Regions from separate parts of the Mus musculus genome. Here region 1 is linked to region 2. A link is a contact called in public Hi-C data. All regions are on one chromosome and are shown on one strand. Each heading gives the region's core, a stretch centred on a gene start, on an enhancer-like site or on the middle of the called end of the contact. The rest is flanking DNA. Distances are from core to core; before and after follow the strand shown. Region 1 holds the start of Dnaja1 (DnaJ heat shock protein family (Hsp40) member A1). Region 2 holds the start of Orc3 (origin recognition complex, subunit 3).

What was found. Hi-C and Micro-C count contacts between places; a contact is called where the count stands out from the background.
Region 1: a contact with region 2 is called in a Hi-C map of uterus, with 5 times the contacts expected there. The contact joins the promoter of Dnaja1 here to the promoter of Orc3 in region 2. A contact is called at or near these places in 4 of 39 promoter capture datasets (cranial neural crest, frontonasal cranial neural crest, maxillary cranial neural crest and 1 more) and 1 of 484 Hi-C or Micro-C datasets (uterus).

Annotation. Positions count from the first base shown.
Region 1 is chr4:40,720,449-40,725,421 of GRCm38.p6, forward strand. Dnaja1 (DnaJ heat shock protein family (Hsp40) member A1) reads left to right here and starts at 2,020. Exons shown (of 9, transcript NM_008298.6): 1 at 2,020-2,185; 2 at 3,255-3,396; 3 at 3,525-3,702. The coding sequence starts at 3,265. Gm6297 (predicted gene 6297) reads right to left here and starts at 2,393. Exons shown (of 3, transcript NR_077226.1): 1 at 2,184-2,393; 2 at 1,046-1,219; 3 at 1-946. It overlaps Mir207 (microRNA 207), which reads left to right and starts at 2,469; the gene lies at 2,469-2,547. It also overlaps a transcript of Aptx not described here.
Region 2 is chr4:34,610,652-34,616,325 of GRCm38.p6, forward strand. Orc3 (origin recognition complex, subunit 3) reads right to left here and starts at 4,291. Exons shown (of 20, transcript NM_015824.4): 1 at 4,214-4,291; 2 at 371-425. The coding sequence starts at 4,258. It overlaps Rars2 (arginyl-tRNA synthetase 2, mitochondrial), which reads left to right and starts at 4,306. Exons shown (of 20, transcript NM_181406.4): 1 at 4,306-4,375. The coding sequence starts at 4,340.

The DNA.
Region 1 (4,973 bases), core at 770-3,269, 6.1 Mb after region 2:
GCTGGTAATTTTCGAGGTTTTTTGTTTGATTTGTTTTGAGACAGGGTCTTTCTTACTCTGTAGCTTTGGCTGCCCTGGAACCTGCTATGTAGACTGGCCTGGCCTCTATATTAGAGATCTGCCTACCTCTGCCTTCAGAGTGCTGGGATTAAAGGCAGACTTTATCAGCCTAGTCCTGCAATTTTGGTTGGTTGGTTGGATGGTTTTGGTTTGGTTTTTTGTTTTTAATTCTGGTTTTTAATCTCATTACGAGTTAAGTTCCTTGAGAGTAGGGGCCATGGCTTACAAGAGTTTTGTATTGGCAAGGCCTAGAGTATGCCTGGCATAGTAGATATTTTACTCAAAAGTGTTGGCTTAAAGCAGTAGTTCTCAAACCTGTGGGTTTTGATCCCTTCGGAAAACCTTTGGCACATATTTATATTACAATTCACAGCAGTAACAACATTGCAGTTATGAAGAAGCAATGAAAATAATTTTATGGTTGGGGGACACCACAACATGAGGAGCTGTAATAAAGGGTCGCAGCGTTAGGAAGGTAAAGAGCCCCTGCTTTAAAGACGTAACCTATTGATAGATGTGATATCTGAGAGGGTAACACGTAAGCTGAGAAAAGATGTTTCTCAACCAAAACCACAGCACATCATCAAAAAGTCTGTAAGGGAAGTGGCGTAGCTTTAGTGACCACAACAGAGTTTAGTGAAAGCAGTAACGGTGGAGAGGCAGGACAGCTCAAGGTAGAAATCCCAAAATCCGGAGGTTTTTAAGACCACGAGCTAAAGATGTCTTTGGGTAGGTTTGAAGACAGCCTTTCCAGCTCCCTTAGCTCTGGCTACATCCAATTACCTGTGATCTCCATAAAGCACTGAGACAGCCGCTCAGCTGGTAACGCACTGAAGACTTGAGTTGCCCGTGCAAAGGTACGAGAGAACTACAATGGTCCACAAGCCTAGAAACACACAATAAAACGAACATTTAAAGAATCTCATCCCACACTCTGCACTTCCATTAGGAAGTGTGCTTAACTGCTTCTTGTTCACCTGCTGACCTGTATTTTGTGATTTCTCTTATAAGTTTTTAGCTTGTTCCACTTCCAACGAAAGTCCAAGCAAGAGGCCCCGCGGTTAAGAGCATGTACCACCCTTCACAACTGCTCAGAGACAGGAGATTTCAGAATTTGAAGCCAGACTTAAGACTCCATGCCTCTGGCTTCCTTGGGCACCTACACACACACACACACACAGAGGATTCAAAATAAATCTTTAAAATATGTGAACTCTTTCAAGCTTACACCTCCACTTCTTTGATGTATCTATTGTGTTAGTGAATAAGAAAAACATTCACTCTGTCCTTTGAAAGCTTAAGATTCAACTTTGCCAACTATAGATTTTTGAGTCACCAACTGGAAATAAAAACGGTCAGAGAATTAAAACAATAAGCTAAAGCAATTAATTTTGCTTTTGGCCGCTCCTCTGCGGCCAAACTGGGTGGAAGACCATGACCCTCCGTTAGCATGAGGCATTCTAAATGTTTTCCTGTTTGGTGAAGTCCCAGATTCCCTCCGCCCAAGTCGTCAGAGCCAAAAGGATCTGAAGCCTGGGCCAGGCTCGTCCAAAAAGCTCTGACATAAGTGCGCTTGGGTGAAACCAAAGCCTGCGAGGCTGGTTTAGGGAGTAGGCCCGCCTTGCTCAGCATTTCTTGCCCGCAAGGCTCAGAGCTAAGGAGCTGGAGCTGCAGAAAATCAGACTCGCAGCCAGGGCTGGGTTCCACCAATCCCCTTCAGCACAGCGCGCACAACGCCTGAAGCACTCGTCCCCGGCTTACGGGCTCTGGGACATGACCTCTCCACCTCAAGACTTCCGCACTCTGGTTCCTCGCAATAAGAAAAAAAGCCTCTAGAAAATTCTACGAGGCTCGGGAACCCGGGCTTGAGTCCACCCCCACAAGGCCCTTGGGCGCAGCCACTTCCCGCCCCCGCGCCGTTGCCCAGGTAACCGAGGGGCGGTGGCAGCGGCGAGGGGCGGGACTTCCGGCAAGTGACGCGCCGGGGCTCGGCTACAAAAGAGGTCGGCTGCGGCGGGCCGGGCGGAACTTTCCAGAACGCTCGGTGGGTGGTGGAGGAGCAGCGTGTGGCTGAGCTGCGCTGTGCTCCGCTCCTTTCCGCTCTCCGGCGCCGGCCCGCTCACCGGTGAGTCTCCGGCCTCCCTCGGTCGCGGCGTGCGGTCTGGACCCCAGACAGCCGGGGAAGGCGCAGCCGGAGGCGGTTGGTCCCGCGTGGGCGGGGACTGCGGGTTCCTTGAGCCGGCCTCGGGCTTCGGAAGGCTGCCGGGAATGCCCGGCGCCCTGCCCGCCCGCACGCCTCGAGGAGGTCCAAGGCCCAAGCCAATTGGCCTCCCGCCTCATGCTCCTTGCTGCGTACCCCCGCGCTCCGCCGCCCGGGCCGGGTGGGCAGCGCTGCGCACGCGCGGAGCAAGGCAGGGGTGAGGGGCTGCGGGAGGAGCCGGGCGGAGGCTGCGGCTTGCGCTTCTCCTGGCTCTCCTCCCTCTCTTTGTTGAGGTTCGACCTCCCCCCCCCCTCCGCCTTTTCGATCAGGGTGGGAGGGAGAAAGGAAGGAAGCCTTAACGGTCGGCGCCGGGGGGCCCGGGAAACCCAGAGGGCGAGCCAGCTTCCAGGCCTGCGGGGCGAGAGTGGGTAAGCTGCGAGCGAGCAGGAGCAGGATGGCGACGGGGCCCGGGCACCTGCTCCCTGGAGCCGGTCTCCTAAGCCACTCCTCCACCCCCGGGAGTCCAGTGTCGCTTTCCGGCGAGGGTATGGCCTTTATCAGATGTACAAAGGCAGCGGTAATGTACTAACCAGTGGACGGAACCTATCAGTGCTGCTGTGGGTTACTAGCAAAACCTCTGGGGAAAGGAAACCGGAAGAAGCCAAATAATTCATGTGTTAGTGCAGTAGAGTCTGAACCAGCTGCGAGAGAGGCTTTCCTTCGCGTTCCCTGAAATCTATATTTTAATCTGTTCGAGTTTACAGCTGAATCATATCAGGAATTTTTTTTTACCTTTTAAGACGCGTAGGGAAGGCTGTATTAGTATGAAATAAATGCAAAAGAACAGATTGCTTTAGCTCTGGTAGTTAAAGACTACCCGTTAAGAGCCAGTCGTGGCGCACACCTTTGATCCCAGTGCTCAGGAGGCAGAAGCAGTTGGATCTTTTCTACAAAAGTTTAAAGCTGGTTTAAAATTACCATTTTCTGGTTTCAGGCTGTAAAAAATGGTGAAAGAAACCACTTACTACGATGTTTTGGGGGTAAAACCCAATGCCACCCAGGAAGAATTGAAAAAGGCATATAGAAAATTGGCCTTGAAGTACCACCCTGATAAGAATCCAAATGAAGGGGAAAAGGTAAGGGCACAGGCAAACAGCTCAGCAGCAGTGTTGCAGTGTGTGTATCTTTCTGTTCGTGCCTTAAAGTCTACCGTAGCTGTGCTTTGTAACAGTTGTTTCTAATGGGATGTCCTTTTCTGAAACAGTTTAAACAGATTTCTCAAGCTTATGAAGTTCTTGCTGATTCCAAAAAAAGGGAACTATATGATAAAGGAGGGGAGCAGGCGATTAAAGAGGGCGGAGCAGGTGGTGGTTTTGGCTCACCCATGGATATCTTTGATATGTTCTTTGGAGGAGGAGGAAGAATGCAAAGAGAAAGGAGAGGTAAGAAAAATCTGGCTTACCTGCAGCTAGAACGAAATAACTGCTGCGGAAAAAAAAGACTTGAGAATTTATTCAAATGCTTGTTTACACGTTGGTATGATGTTACACTCTGTCCGTGAACTGTCTTTGACTTCTGGTGTCATTGAGATTTTCTGTAACTAAAAAATAGCTAAGCCAAAAAGCAGGTATAACTAACCCCATAGATTCCCAAACAGTGGGGGTAACAAAGTGTACTAACTTAGGTTTCTAAGCCCTGTCCTCCCTTGGATAATACCACCTGCTCTTAGAACCCAGTGGTAAGTGCAGTGGCCCTTTCTGTTAGAAAAGTAACCCTGAGCAAGCAGAGCCTGAGAAAAGCTCATTGTCTGCAGATAGCTGCTGCTGTTGACTCTTGTTTCAGCTCTGCTAGCTCAGCTTAATGTGTTTAGTGTTTGGCCAAAAGATGTCTATGGGAAGACAGTATTGAAGGGTAAAATAGCACTTTGTTCTCAGTATATATAGTTAATATAAACTAGTTCATAGGCACAGTTCTAGAACAAATAGGCAGGCCATTAAATTTCACTTTGCTCCTTAAAGGGACTTGGAAAAACTGTTTACTATGTTTTTAGAACAATTAACCTGTGGGCCTGAGAAACTGCTCAGTGATTAAGTCAAGAGCATTTGCCATTCCTTGTAGAAGATCCAGGTTCTGTTTCCCACACCCACACTCGATAGCTGGCTCACCACTGCCTGAAACTCCAGCTCCAGGGGACCAGCAGCTGCTTCTTCTGGCCTCTTGGTTTTCACATAAACATATTTAAAAAACCAACCTATAATCGCAGTCGGCCTGCTCAGCCATAAGATGGTATGAGCTACAGAAAGGTAGACTGACTTTGGCTTAGATGAGTTTGAGGGCTTTTGTTAACTGTGCTGCTTTGGAGAATGGACTCCGTCAGTTTCCAGAAGCTTGCTTTTTCCTTTCTGTACTCTGTATAAAGTTGAGAAAGCTCGGACTTTCAATTTGTGAGAACCTACTTGCTTACAAAGTGAAAATGAGAAAGCAGCACAATGTCGTGACTTTAATTTTAACTCCTTACTTAAAGAGTAAGAATATTCGGATATTCAGAAAGGATTGGGACTTTCTTTGGTAATCAGGCAATGCTCGTGGCGGGCCGTGGATAAAGTCCTAGGGGAAGGATCACCAGCTAGGGACTTATTAACCGTTGACAGGTGATTTCATTTCTCTAACCTGGCTGTCCTTATGTGATCTCAACCAACCTACTTCGGCTATG
Region 2 (5,674 bases), core at 3,041-5,540:
TCATTGTATGGTATGTGTCTTTCATATATAATGAAGGAATAACCTTTTCTTTAAACTACTCCTGGTACACTGAATCATCTCCAACATTAAAGAAAGTTACTTATTATCACTTAAGTTTAAGAAGATGGGGTGGGGGCTGGAGAGATGGCTCAGCAGTTAAGAGCACTGACTGCTCTTCCAAAGGTCCTGAGTTCAAATTCCAGCAACCACATGGCTGCTCACAACCATCCGTAATGAGATCTGACGCCCTCTTCTGAGGTGTCTGAAGACAGCTACAGTGTACTTACATATAATAAATAAATAAATCTTAAAAGAAATAAAAAGATCTAGGGGAAGAAAAATAAACAAATTGGATGTTAGGATACTTTACCTATTGGCACAAAGACCTTTCTTTTTTTGAAGTCTGGTTTAAACACAAAGCAGCCCTGTTTAAAAAAGAAGGGAGGGAAGGAGGAATAAAGCATAAAGTCAAATTAGGTACAGAGCAGGCAGATTTAATTACCCACATACTCTATCAACAAGCAAGTTCTTTAAAGGGGAACTGGAGTGGGAGATATAGCTCTTCCAAAGGTCATGAGTTCAAATCTCAGGCTCACAACCATCCATGAAATCTGATGCCCTCTTCTGGTGCGTCTGAAGACAGTTACAGTGTACGTATGTATAATAATAAATCTTTTTAAAAAAAAGAAAAGAAAGAATAGAAATACAGAAGTGGAATAGTCTTGAAAAATTCATCAATTTCATCCTCCTCAATCATAAGTTCTCACACTTTTTAGGACCCATTCTAAGTAAGAGATAGACCTTTTTTTTTTTAAAGTTCAAGTTTCATAAACATTAATGATGTGCATTAAAATGGATTAAGTTAAAAACACTCATTCCAAGAGGATTTTTTGCCTAATTAACTCTAAGTATCTACAACCAGGATGTTTCATCTGACACCTTTTCTCAATTAATAAGCTCCTTTCCATTTATCCATTACAGTTTGGCTCAAAACTCATCGCTCACATCTGTAATCCACTCAAGACAAGAGAACTGTTATGATTGAGGCTAGCCTGCTTTATACAGTTAGAAAACCTAGGCATGGTTTAGACACTTGCAATCTTAGTACCTGTGGAGACAGAAAATCCCTTACATGAGTTTGTGTCTAGCCTGGCTATACAACCAAACCAAATCAAAATAAACCAAGCCCTCGTCTTCTCAGGAGACCCTCCTGGACTCTCTTGCCAGAAATGCTTCTCCTGAGATCTCAGGACTCAAACATCTTTGCTTTATCTTCCTGGTAATTTGTGAGCACACTTACAGCACAGATGTATTTTATATATAACCACCTCCTCAATGTTTATAATGTACTAATAAATAAATATATTAGGTGACCAGTACACAGAATGAATAAATACTTGCTAAGTAATTTTCCTGGTAATTTTCCAACTACATTAAGTTTGCTATTATTATTTGTGACCACTGAAACTTAGCTCCTAATTTTTTAGCTGCAGTGTATTCTGCCAAAATGAAAGTTACATTTCATGGACAGTCTCTTAAGACCTCTATTTATATAGAAAATGAAAGATTGGGCTGGCGAGATGGCTCAATGGATAAGAGCACTGACTGCTCTTCCAAAGGTTCTGAGTTCAAATCACAGCAACCACATGGTAGCTCACAACCACCCGTAATGAGATCTGACGGCCTCTTCTGGTGTGTCTGAAGACAGCTACAGTGTACTTACATATAATAAATAAATAAATCTTTAAAAAAAAGAAAATGAAATATTACGAGAAGTAAAATATGACAAAAAAAAAAGATCATCTCAGACTACTGTTAAACAGCTTTGCAAAATATAAAGTAGCCACGTGGGTTACATGTTCCAAATTAAGCTGTACCTCATGGTCTTACATTTGCAACTAGTAAAGGTCTATGAATTACTTGTACGTATTTCTAACAAGTGCATGGTAGCATGACAAGCTTATTACTGCATTCTTTCCATATACACGTTACAGCCAGTTATAGAATGGATAGTAGTATAACAAATATTAGCACAAGGATATGAATATAAGCAACAAACATTAATGAACAGTAATGTGGCTAACCACCTTAACCATCAGCCAAAAAATATGACAAAAAAAACCCCCAACAATACTTGATATGTTTAAGGAGGAAAATAAATTAAAACGTTGGCAGTTCCATGAATTCTGGAAATTGTCCTTAAAGGTTCTTATTTATATAATATTTCTTTCATGATTATCAACACAGATATTTCTATTAGGGCAAAAAGAAAAGTGCTTTTCTGAAAAAACTATCATCTCCAAGTTTTATAGAAATGATGGCTTTTTGAAAAAAAAAAAAAATTCTCCTTCTCTGGAAGGGCTGGAGAAGCAGCTGTGGTAAAGCTTTTGTGTAGTGTGCACAAAGTCCACATTGTTACATTCACCACCAGAAAAGAGAACGCAATGAAGTCTTAAGCAACAAACAGGATTAGGAGTTAGGGCACTCAAAACATCTGGAACTTTGTAGCCAAGGAAAAATAAAAATAGGAATAAAGCTAAAAAAACCACAAAAGTCTTTAACTAGGAACTGGGTATGGTGGTGCACACCCTTAATCCTAGCACTTGGCAGGCTCAGGAAGGCAGGAGAGTTCAAGTTCAGCCTGATCTACATATAGAGTTGCAAACCGATAAAGGCACATCGAGAGAACATGCCTCCAAAAAATTAATTAAACCACAGTGTTTGTTCTCTTTGAAATGTAGTCTTTGGGGGTACTGCTTGTCATTGACCATTTTAATCAAAATTAAATGTCTGGTGCACCGTTACCTTTCATCACTAACACACTTCTCAAATGTCTTAACCCTCAGCCAGAACCGTACCATGTGTAAAGTGTCTCCATTTCTGTTGAACTGTGACAATTTCTTTAAGCGGCAGTTGCGTTTCTTGGACTAAAATGACTTGCCTTTATATCCTTGTCTTCCCTGCTCCATCTCCCCTCAGGAATGCCCAGTTAGAAAAAGTGTATATCTATCACCTAAACTTCACAAACTGAGGAGTCATTCGCTGCTTACCTCCAGCAACAACCTAGTGGGCTGTGCGCCAAAACCAGAGAGCATTTCAATGTCCTCCAGCGGGTTCACCCCGTAAAAACACTGAAGGGGTCTCACTCTGCCCCGTGGGCCAGAGTTCCCTTCACTGGCTCTGCTGTGTTGCTGCCTGCCTGCCTGCTTGCCTGCCTGCCTGATTCTGATGTTAACATCACCCCTAACAGACCTGTTATAAAAGAAGACAGCCCACTTCAGTGTTCCCCTGTAGCCCCAATTACGAAACCTTTCAGAAGTCTGTTATTTCAGCTTCCTTCAGGAGTGTCCTTCTGTTCTTAGAACAGGAGTCAAGTCTTACTTTACAAGGCATAGCAGCACAGACCAATAGACCTTTCTTTTCCATCTGCTGCCCTGTTTGATATTCTTGAAATATGGTTGCTAATGGTAAACTTAATTTTAAGTTATCTTAATTCCAGATGTAGCCACAGGCTCCTAGGGGGCAATACAAGCCTAGGATTTCTCCTCTTACAAACTACAATTTGACTAGCACTCCTTTGCCATCGAGTAGTCCACAACCCCTCAAAACACTCATCTGAATTACATTTTTATTCTGGTTTTTCCTAATGCTCCTCTCTCCACTCACGGGTTAAACTGCTCTTTTTACTTAATACGCTCTTTTATTTCTACATTCTAAGGCAAAGACCATCTTATTCTGCTCTCCCAAACTAATGCTTTATATTTTGCCAAGATTCTTATTTTTCAGACCTTAGCCAAACTGTCACTTTCTCCAAGAATTTCCTCGGTCTCCCAGAAACCTTGGTTCGTCCCTCCTCTCTTAGAACTTTTCTCCTTGCTAATGAGCCAATTCAAGATCAGCTGCTTATGAGTATTTCTGGGAACAGAAATCTATTTTTGCCTCCATCTGCATCTCGGTAACTTAAAGCACAGTGTGAATTTATGGAGGGGGAAGAGTGGGGGAAGCGGCAGGACGCAGCACATTCTGGGGGCAGCCGCTCTCCTAGCCTTGGCGCCATGGCCTAGTTGCCCAGAGCAAAGCTTGCCTCGAACCCGGACCTGGGCAAAGCCGCCCGAGTCCTGTTCTCCGCGGAGCCAGAGCTGATGCCCATCAAACCTCGTCGGACTTGCCAAACAGGCACCGCGAATCTGAGGCGAGCGCCACCCCCACGTACCTTAGACACGGAGGAGGTGGCCATAGTCCGCGGCCCCGTGTGCATGCGCACTCCACACTTCCGCGCGCCCTGGCGGAAGCAGAGGCGACTTCCGGCGCGGAGGCGGGGCGTGCGGGAAAGGGAGGCATGGCGTGTGGCTTTCGTAGGTCGATCGCCTGTCAGGTACAGTCCAGAGCGGCGAGCCAGCGGGAGCCAGGGCCGGAGGGTGCAGCCTAGGCCGACCCTGCCTCCTCCTTGCGCTGCGGAGTGGGAAGATCCTCGAGAGCCCTGAGTGCTCACTGTCTTCTCATTTCCCGTTCTTAATGCTTTAACCTGGGCGGACTGTCCAGAGGCCATGATTAGACCCTGTAGAAATTAATGTTCCTCCTTCGTTTATGCCCTTTATTTGCTCTCATGAATAACCTGGTAGGATATATCTCGAATAAGAAATTTTGTAGCTTACTAAACCTGTAGGCGATGCTCTCCCGAGGAAAAGCTCTAAATCCGGACTTGGAGACCATTGGATAAAATAGATGATTTAAAAGGCATGCTAAGGGCTGCGGAGATGGCTCCGCGGGTGAAGTGCCTGCTATACAAGCATCTGTGCCTGCGTTTGAATTTCCAGAACCTAGGTTGAAAAACCTGCATAGCTAAGGAAGTCTGAAACCACACTTCTGAGAGGTGGAAACAGAAACCGGTGGCTCCAGCCTCTGGTTCGGTGAGAGTCTGCCTCAAATAAGGTGGAGAAAGACACTTGACCTGTACTCCTCGCGTGTTTAGCGCAGCCTATCCTGCCTGGAGTTTGCTAGTGCTAGCACAGACTTAGGCCCGCTGTGGCTGGGTTGTTTTAGACAATTCTGAAAGATGGTGCATATACTTCTTAGGTAGTTCTGTGGGAATTAAGCTCCAGCCTACAGAGATGACTTTAATGTGTTATCTGTGTGTCTGTGTTTGTATGTTCCTTCATGAGGACAGGCCACAGGTTGCCTGTGTTTCCTCCAGTCACTGTCCACCTTTCCCCCCTCTCCCCTAAGGCAGATTTTCTCCCCGAACCTGGAGTTTACCCGTTTAGCTAGGTTGGTTAGCCAGGGAGCTGCAGGTGTAATGGCAATTCTGCTGTTAGCTGAGTTCATTGCATGGTACAAGCAAAAAACAACTGACTGTCTGGGAAAGACAAAATGCAAGAGAGAAAGAAGACAGAGGCAGAGTGAAACTGTTTTTATTAAGGCAGGCCTATCCTCCGGAATGAGGGACGGGAAATCCAGAGTTGGGGAGCCTGTGGCTGGATGAGGGTGGGGAAGGGTGCCGGTGTCTCAGGTTTTCTCCATTGGCTGTGCACGCCCCATTGGCTCACCAAAGAGATGATCGCAGGCTTTTATGCACAGCTTGCTCAATTAAGGAAGCGGCCATGCTTTAAAGACCCTTCTCTATCTTTACTCGTCCTTTCTAGCTGTTAACCACGACTCTCTGCTGACCTTTATC